Linked DNA regions of Zea mays: region 2 is linked to region 1. The links are chromatin contacts, called in public Hi-C maps. All regions are on one chromosome and are shown on one strand. Each heading gives the region's core, a stretch centred on a gene start, on an enhancer-like site or on the middle of the called end of the contact. The rest is flanking DNA. Distances are from core to core; before and after follow the strand shown.

Region 1 (4,383 bases), core at 1,636-4,135:
CATCATCGGACTCTGACTTTGATTCTGATCCTGAATTTGATCCTGACACTGAAATAGTGGATGAGGATGATGACGATGATGTCCCTAATTTTGTTTATGATGTTGATGACCCATGTATAGATGTTGGTGTGGTATTCCCAAATACTAAGCAGTGCAAGTCAGCAGTATTACACCATGCCATCTTGAATGACCATGGTTTTCAGACTGTGAAGAGAGATGCTATAAGATTTACAGCCAAATGCAAGAGGGCGGACAAGGGATGCAAATGGCGCTTTCATGCTTCTACTAGTACCAAAAAATATGTCGGTTGCAAGGTAATCTAGATACTTACATAGTAGATGTTTTCTGCAGGTTTCAGCTATTGGGAATACTAATGTTTTGATTCTATGTCTGCAGGTTAAGACAAATGGACCAAAGCACACATGTGGTTCGTACAACAATTGTGCAGATAATATGGCTACAAATAGATGGGTTGCTGATAGAGTGGTCAATTTGTTGAGGGATGATCCAACAACTGGACCAAAGTTCCTGCAGGACGAATTGAAGAAGAAGTACAAGATAGTAGTTCCATACGATAGAGTCTTTAGAGGCAGGGAGAGGGCGCTTGACATGATAAACGGAAAGTGGGATGATAGCTATGATTTGCTGCCTACCTATCAAGCTGAGCTATTGAGATCTATCCCTAATAGTGTTGTTGAGCTAGACACTGAAACATGTCAAGGTGATGTCTGTTTCAGGAGGTTCTTTATAGCTCTTAAGCCATGCATTGATGGTTTTGTTGAAGGTTGTAGACCCTATATTGCCATGGATAGTACTCACTTAACAGGAAGGTCAAGAGGTCAATTGGCGTCAGCTGTTGCAGTTGATGGAAATAACCGACTGTTTCCAGTGGCTTATGGAGTAATAGAGACAGAGTCTAAGGAAAGTTGGATTTGGTTCATTCAGAACTTGAAGAAAGCTATTGGTTATCCGACAGGTATGGCATCCAACAATACTTCTATTTTAACTTGCTTTCTGAAATTCAAATGCTAACATAGTACTATTGTGAGATATAGGTCTGGTTATCAGTACGGATGCATGCAAAGGACTTGAGGAGGCTGTCCATATTGTGTATTCTGGTGTGGAGCATAGAGAGTGTATGAGGCATTTATGGAAGAATATGAAGAAGAAGCAGTACAAAGGGGCACTTTTCTCTCAAAATATGTGGGCAGCTGCAAAAAGTTGGACCGTTGAGAAGTACAATTACCATATGAGGAAGATAGAAGAGAAGGCTCCAGATGCCATTGCATGGTTGGATGATAATCATCCATTTGTGTGGACAAGAAGTAAGTTCAGTGAACTATCTAAGGTAGATTACATCAATAACAACCTCTCTGAATGTTTTAATAGTTGGGTGGTAAAAACCAAGGACAAACATATTGTGGACATGCTTGATCAGATAAGGCAGATGATCATCAATAAGTTTGTTGAAAGAGAAAAGATAGCTAGAAACATGCAGGGCACAATAATCCCATCTATCATTCAGGATTTAAATGCTAAAAGCAAGGCTATAAAGGATCATGAAGTCTTAATATGTGGAGGTTTTACTGCTGAAGTTACTGTGTCCACAATAAGGCATTCAGTCAACATGGATCAAAAGACTTGCAGTTGTAGGGTTTGGCAAGTAACTGGGAAGCCGTGTAACCATGCTTTGAGTGTTATTGCGAAGCTTAGTAGAGATGTTCAGATGGAAGAATTTGTTCATGAATACTTCTTTGTTGATCGGTTGAGAAAGACATATGCGGGTGTCTTCCTTGCAATTACATCCAAGCATCAGTGGGCTCGTGTTGATTTAGGCTATAAAATCTGCAAGCCTAAACTAAGGAGGAAACCAGGGAGGCCAAGAAAGAGTAGAATCAAAGCATCTGATGAGATTGGCACAAAGAAGAGGAGGAGATGCACTGAATGTAATGAACTAGGTCATTTAGCAAAGACATGTCAAGGAGGTCCTACAGCAAAAGAGAGAAGGGCGACACTCTCATCTTCAGTAAATGCATCAGCAGTGGGTAGTAATGATCCAAATGTGGCTCAAACATCTAAGTAAGTCATTTCTGCTATGCTATACTAATTTTAGAGATGATTACCATACAAATATCAGTTAACTAATTTTTATTCTCCTATATGAAGTGCTTCTGAAAGTGCTCTTGCATGCGCTCCTGGAAGTGGAAGCACAAGTGCTCCAAGCACAAGTGCTCCAAGCACAAGTGCTGCAAGTGCAAGTGAAAGTGGAAGGGGAAGTGTAGGAAGAAGAGGAAGAGGGGGGAGGCTTGCACAATGGTTTGGAATTTAATGATCAAGATAGCATCATGAGGTGCTGTTTCTTTTGTATGAGATGTTGCTTTTGTATGACAATGTAATGGGTTCATGGTACTTTGTCATGCTTTTGTGAGACTTTTGTTGAACTCCATATGTACTACTTTGTTGGATTTGTTATGTGACATTGTGTTATTCTATATCTATCTTTGTTGTTGAAAATACTATCGAAATTCTGTTGCAATACAGTCAAAATATTGTCAAAAAGCTCTTGAAATACTGCTAAGCTGTTGTGTGAAAATCAGGGGTAAAATCACAATTACAGAACAGTCCAATTCAAAAGGAGGGACAAAATCACAATTATGACTGAAGGGTAAATTTGTCTTTTGATGTCCTAATTCACACCGTTACTGCATCTAACAGAAACATGGGCAGACTTGTATTTCGTTTTCAAAAAAGAGGCCCGAAATCACAAAGTCGAATTTTGAGGGGCAAAATCACAGTTGCACTTTCATCCAGGGACAGGAACACAATTGCCCCAATCAAAAATGCTCTCCGCCGCGTCGCTGTCCTTCGCTAGTCGCTGCCACATCTTCTCTCCTCGTCCAAAGACTCCAAGCTTCTGTGACCTCTGTTCTGCTGCCGCCTCTGGTCCACATCTCTCTACGCCGCCGCCCCGCCGTCCACCGATACCGCAGCGCTGGGAAGGATCACGGGGGAGCGGAGCGAGGCGGGGGACCCGCGGTTTTGTCGCCCGGATGGCGGCGGAGCGATGACACTGGCGGCGGGTGCGGCGCGGCGTTGGGATGCGGACGATCTGCGATGTGTGCGAGAGCGCACCGGCGGTGCTCTTCTGTGCGGCCGACGAGGCTGCGCTTTGCCGGCCTTGCGACGAGAAGGTTAATTCTGCTCCCTGCTCCCTCCTACCCGCGGAGGTCGTCGTCCCTCTCGCAGATCGGCCGGTAGTGCTATTTCAGTTAGCATGGCGGGCGCACGGTTTACCTTCGAGTTCGCGCTGTTGGTCTCTTGTTGTGTCCAGCTTAGGTTACCCAATTTTGTCCCACTTTCTCCATTTCGACGATCCTGCATCTGTCCCGATCCATTTTGGTAGCATGGAATTCGTAATCTTGCTACTTCAAATCGATAAGTTTTCAACGAATAAAAATGGAACCCGGAATATTATAGCATTTGACAGTGACAAAATTGTCGAAGTTGTTTGGGTGGGTTATGAGGAATTCAGAAGAGCCTATAGCTGTAATAGGGGCTCGGGGTGATCCCGTTGGGTTGCCCCAATTGCCCTCTTATAGCTTCTCCAACAAGGTGTCTCAAGATAATGCCAAAAAAATAAAACACCACGCCATTTAAAGTGTTTATGGCACTAAAAATAAATTAAACCCTAACATTTAAGTCCTAAATCATGTATTTTAGAAAATAAACTATATTATTATAAAAGAAAAAGTTGAGGATGGTGTAGAAAATAAGGATAGAGCACTAAACCGGGGTGTAGTATATTTGAATCACGCCCTATATTTTTTGATAAGAATGTGAATATGGCACTATTGGAGTTGTTTTTTTTACGAGTTTCCTATATTTCAAGATAGAACACTGATTTAAGGCACAAGTGTAAATGCTCTTATAATCAAGTGTTATCTTCTTGTTAGGTACACAAATCATGTTTTTGTGTTTTTTATTTGAGCCAAAGCATTCTCTGCGTAATACTTAGTTGAATTAGAGTTCCTCTGTGAGGGAGTTTGTCTGCAAAAAATTTAGGCTACAAGTTTCTTTTGACTATGTCTCATCTAATGTTATGCCGTGGGCTACAACCCCTCACCACTGCTTGTCGCGGTAGTCAAGGTGTTCATGTTTCTTTCAAACTTTTGCTGAACTGACCCTCCCCAAAAGAAAAGATTTTATAGCAATTTTTTTGGGTGGGTGGGTTTGGAATATCACACTTTTAAGCTCTGTTTAGTGCAGTTGCTGAAAGGAATATGAACATAGAATGTAATGTACTTGTATATTGCCAATTCTGGATACTACTAAAGTTATCATCATGTTATGCTGTTGATACGTGGTCTTCACTTTGGTGTGTGT
Region 2 (4,626 bases), core at 1,996-4,495, 72 kb after region 1:
TCCTTCTCAACACCATCTATTTCATCTTTTTCTTGGTGTACAAAGTCTTACAAACCTCATCTAGTGTTAGATTATCATGACTATATAATAATGTATCTCTAAAGTTTGCAAAAAAAACTAGGCAAAGAGTAAATGAAACAAGATCCAAATCCTTATCATTATAATCTACCTCCGTAGCCTTCAGATATGAAACGATCTCCTTTAACAACAAAAGATGGTTAAACACAGAACCACCCTCTTGCAACTTGTTCGTGTATAACTTTATCTTCATACGCATCTTGCTTATTAAATCCTTAACATGTAAATCAACTCTATCTTGAACTATAAAACAGATGTAGTTTTCTCTTGCAAACAATCCTGCAAAATATTTTTGAAAGGCGAAGTTGAATTTAAGTTAAGGTCTTACGATCTTTTCTCTTCATCTCACCGGTCCAAAATTTTAAATCTTTTTTTACCAAATTTATCAAGAGCATCATCGACTCTAGTTTGTGCAAGAATAGCCCTTATCTTACCTTTCCATAGAGCGAACATTGTGTCTAGGCCCAGAGTAGAGATGGCAATGGGTACCCGCTACCCGAAACCTGGTGGGTTTTTGCTCTATTAGGGTATGAGTTTGGGTCAATTTCTATACTCATGGGTTTGTTAATGGGTTCAAATGGAAACCCAACGGGTACGTGGGCATGGGTTTATTCTTCCACTACCCATACCCGCAAACCCATGGGTTTTTAAAACCCGCCTTAAAATCAACATTCCTTATAAATATGTCTCATAATATTATTAATTGAATATGTTCTAATTGAAATAAACTTCATGTAACAAATTTTAAGCTAAAATTAGTTATCACTTGTTCCTTTTATGCTAGCTTATTAATGTATTGATTGTCATTTACATGATGAATTATTTTTTATGTTGATGTTAGTGGGTATGGGAAACCCGTTGGGTACCCAAAACCCGCGTGGGTATGAGTTTGGGCAAACTTTTATACCCGTCATGGGTATGAGTTTTTTAGCGGGTGTATTTTTTCTTCGCGGGTATGAGTTTGGGCAAGTAATACCCAGCGGGTTTTTATCCATTGTCATCTCTAGTCCAGAGGCGAAAGACCATATTTCATCGACATGGCAAAGAAATAACAGAATAACCAGAAGAAAGATATAATCTACACGAATTTAGGTGTAACCCTAATAAAAAACCACATACTATTACATAATCTATGTATGTCCAGCAGTGATCTTGAAATCTCCTGGCAATCCACTTAGGTGTGTGGAGCAAACATGGTGAAGTCTGATTTCTCTCCACTATGAATCAACGGTAGGAAGATAAGAGAAACTAAGTTGCTTTTTCTCGATCCGCGTGCAGTTGATGGTTTGCAAAGAATGTAGCAGCGTTGGTCTCACGACTTCTGCGAATAGGAACAACGACGACATAAGCTTTTCCTTTTTTAGATAGAACACACACACACACCACTGAGTAAAATTTGATGACCGAAATCAACCCTGCCTCTCGAAACCATCTTTTGTTAATGAATCGACAATATCAACGATTGACGACAACACCGAAAATTGACTCTCTTGAAGACACTGAACAATTGATCCATATGCACGTGACGGCTCGACGAACTTGTAGCCCTAAACTGTACAATCCACCCCCTCGTATAGTTGTTCATATAACCTTTATCATCGATTGTTAAGTCTGAATGTTGTTCCTTCTTCGCTCCAGTTTCTAGTTTCCAACTTTATTCAGTCTTACTTCCTCAATGTTTACCTGACAACTATTGTCTCTTGAAGTTCTTGCTCAGTGTTTACCTGACAACTATTGTCTGTCGAAGTTCTTGCTCTCTCCTCGGTGTTCCCTTAGGGCTATTTTGGTCCCTCTAATCCCCCTCAATTCCCTTGCCACCAAACTCGCCCTGATGGTGGTATCTACGGAAATTTGTTGGCTAAATGTTGTAATTGCTTGTGGGTTAGCGGCAGAACGTTCCTAACTTAATGTACTCATATTTTGGCTATCAAAGTTCTCTGAAATTGCTAGGGACAGTTGCAGAGTGCTGACGATTTCAGAGCCTCGAAGAAGAAGATCATCGGCTGCTACGCGATGCTTGGATCTGAAAGAAAAAACAAGAAGCAGTCGCAATCGTTGCCACAACATCAACATCACGGTTAGGGGTAGTAATAGACCATGATCTAATATTTCTTTACAATAAGTTAGGGCCTAGTTAAAAATGAATAGAAATAAAGTCCGATCTTAATCTAATTCGATATTGAAATTTTAGGGCTAGTTTGGGAACTCCGTTTTCCCACGAGATTTTCATTTTCCCAAGGGAAATTAGTTCATTTTTCTTTGAGAAAATAGGAATACCTTGGGAAAATATAGTTCCCTAGTTTGGAAACTATATTTTCCCATTGGATTTCTATTTTTCATGGGAAAATGAACTAATTTCTCTTACGCCCCGTTTGGATCATTGGAATTGAATTCCATTCTAATAATAATAATTTAGGCATATATCATTTAAGCTAATTCAGTTTTATATAAAATATATTTGTATATTATTATTAGAAAGATGTTGGAGATATTTATGTGCTATATTTTTAGTATAGAGGAGTGAAACGAAGAATGTCACATAAGTTACAGAGTAGAAACAAATTCTACTACTGTATAAAATCATTTCCCATCCCCCACCCCATTAATTTGAGATAGACTAATATCTGAACTTTGAAAAATGGTGGAATGTCAAATTTCAAACTAAATAAGTTATTTTATTGAGTGAATTCTAATTCCTCTAAAATAAAGCGATCCAAACGCCCCGTTAGGAAAATGGAAATCCCTTGGAAAAATATGGTTCCCAAACTGGCCCTTATAGCGTAAAATCACCCCCTAATCATGTTAACAACCGGAGACATCAGACCATAGCGCAGAACAGTCGTGCACGTAAAAAAAATCTGCATATGCCGCCCCCACTAAACGACATCTCTGATCGGTCGAATTTCCAATGGATGAAGTAGCCACCGATAGCAATCGACAAACAGCTTGCTTTGGTTGTTTCGCAACCCCCAACCAGGCCTGGATGACATTTCGTCACTTTGACTTTAGCACAACGTCCATATACTGCCACGTAGATTATTTTATATTTTTTGTGAAGACGTCTTCGTCGCCTCGCCTCGGGCCCTCGGCCCTTGTATGAACCGTGGCTTCTCGCCGATCCCTATCGGATCGAGTGAGGAAGCCTCTATCTCCATTGCACGCCGACGAACACTGCTCCGCTCCTTGCCGCACCGTGACCACTGACGAGCGCACCACCGGACCAACCGACCAAGCCCCACATCGTTGCCCCACGCTGAGTGGAGACAAAAATATATGAGATGGACAAGCAGATAAGACCGAGAGCCTGAATCAACTACAGATGCCAGAAAGAGATATCGATGGGACTTTTTCACTCTGGCTTTGTTGAATAAGTAATGGTCATGAGGAAACAACCTTGGTGTTATTTGAAGCCGACAAAGAAAGGTTAGGGTCCACTATGCGCACCTGGACGGCCTTTGATCTACACACGCTTCTGCAGTCCCATGAGGGACTAGTGTCTCTGGAGGAACCCTTTTTAGAAGAGGAAACCACAGTCATCATTAAAGACCTCCCCCTTAACAAATCACCGGGGTCCGGATGGATCCAGCACGGATTTTATTAACAAATATTGGCAAGTAATAGCTCCAGATTTCTTCGATCTTTGTAAGAGCTTTCATGAAGAAGTCATCTGTACTTAGAGCATAAATGGATCCTTCATAACACTGATCCCCAAAAAGATACACCTTTGACTGTAAATGATTACATGCCAATATCTCTGCTGAACTCTAGCTTCAAAGTACTAACCAAGCTACTGGCCAACAGACTACAAAAAGTTATCACCCGTGTCATTCACAAAAACCAATATGGCTTCATCAAGGAAAGGACAATTCAGGACCGCTTGGTATGGTCATTTGAATACTGTGCAAGCACACACACAAAAAAAAAAGAAATGGTGATCCTGAAGCTAGACTCCGAAAAGGCTTTTGACACAATAGAACATGAGGCTATCTCTCAAGTGCATCTTCACAAAGGCTTCGGTACCAAATAGAGAAATTGGGTCAAGATGATCATGGATTCATGAACATCGGTTGTTCTTCTCAATGGAGTTCCTCGCAAGCAATTTCAATGCAAGCGAGGGGTTAGGCAAGGTGACCCGTTGTCGCCTCTCCTATTTGTCCTGGCAACAGACCTGCTTTAATCCATAGTTAATAAAGCAAAGGACTTGGGCCTCCTTCACCTCCCTCTCCAGCAAAGATGTGGACAGGATTTCCTAATTATCCAATATGCAGACGACACTATAATGGTTCTAGAAGCCTGTCCTAGACAACTTTTTTTCTTGAAAGAAATATTGAATCCCGTTGTAGACTCCATAGGCTTGAGAGCCTACTCTCAGAAATCTAACATATACCCCATTAGCGTGCATGCTGCGAAAATGGAGCTCCTTGCAAAAACCTTTCAATGTCAGATTGGAACACTGCCTTTTACTTATCTGGGTCTACCTATGGGGCTAACAAAACCAAAAATAGATGCTTTACTCCCAATGATACAAAAAATTGAGAGGAGGATGTC

What was found. Hi-C and Micro-C count contacts between places; a contact is called where the count stands out from the background.
Region 2: a Hi-C map of leaf shows a contact between it and region 1, with 2.3 times the contacts expected there. The contact joins the enhancer-like site here to the promoter of LOC100193329 in region 1. A contact is called at or near these places in 5 of 25 Hi-C or Micro-C datasets (bundle sheath, endosperm and leaf).

Annotation. Positions count from the first base shown.
Region 1 is chr2:201,569,141-201,573,523 of Zm-B73-REFERENCE-NAM-5.0, forward strand. LOC100193329 reads left to right here and starts at 2,886. Exons shown (of 5, transcript NM_001358710.1): 1 at 2,886-3,191. The coding sequence starts at 3,099.
Region 2 is chr2:201,640,911-201,645,536 of Zm-B73-REFERENCE-NAM-5.0, forward strand. No RefSeq gene overlaps it. Among protein-coding and RNA genes, the nearest start is that of LOC103647611, 42 kb to the right of the region's middle. Within about 2 kb of position 3,246, at least 15 of the 20 cell types and tissues checked have an H3K27ac peak or open chromatin away from gene starts, as enhancers often do. A contact at or near this core is called in bundle sheath, endosperm and leaf, where this site is marked.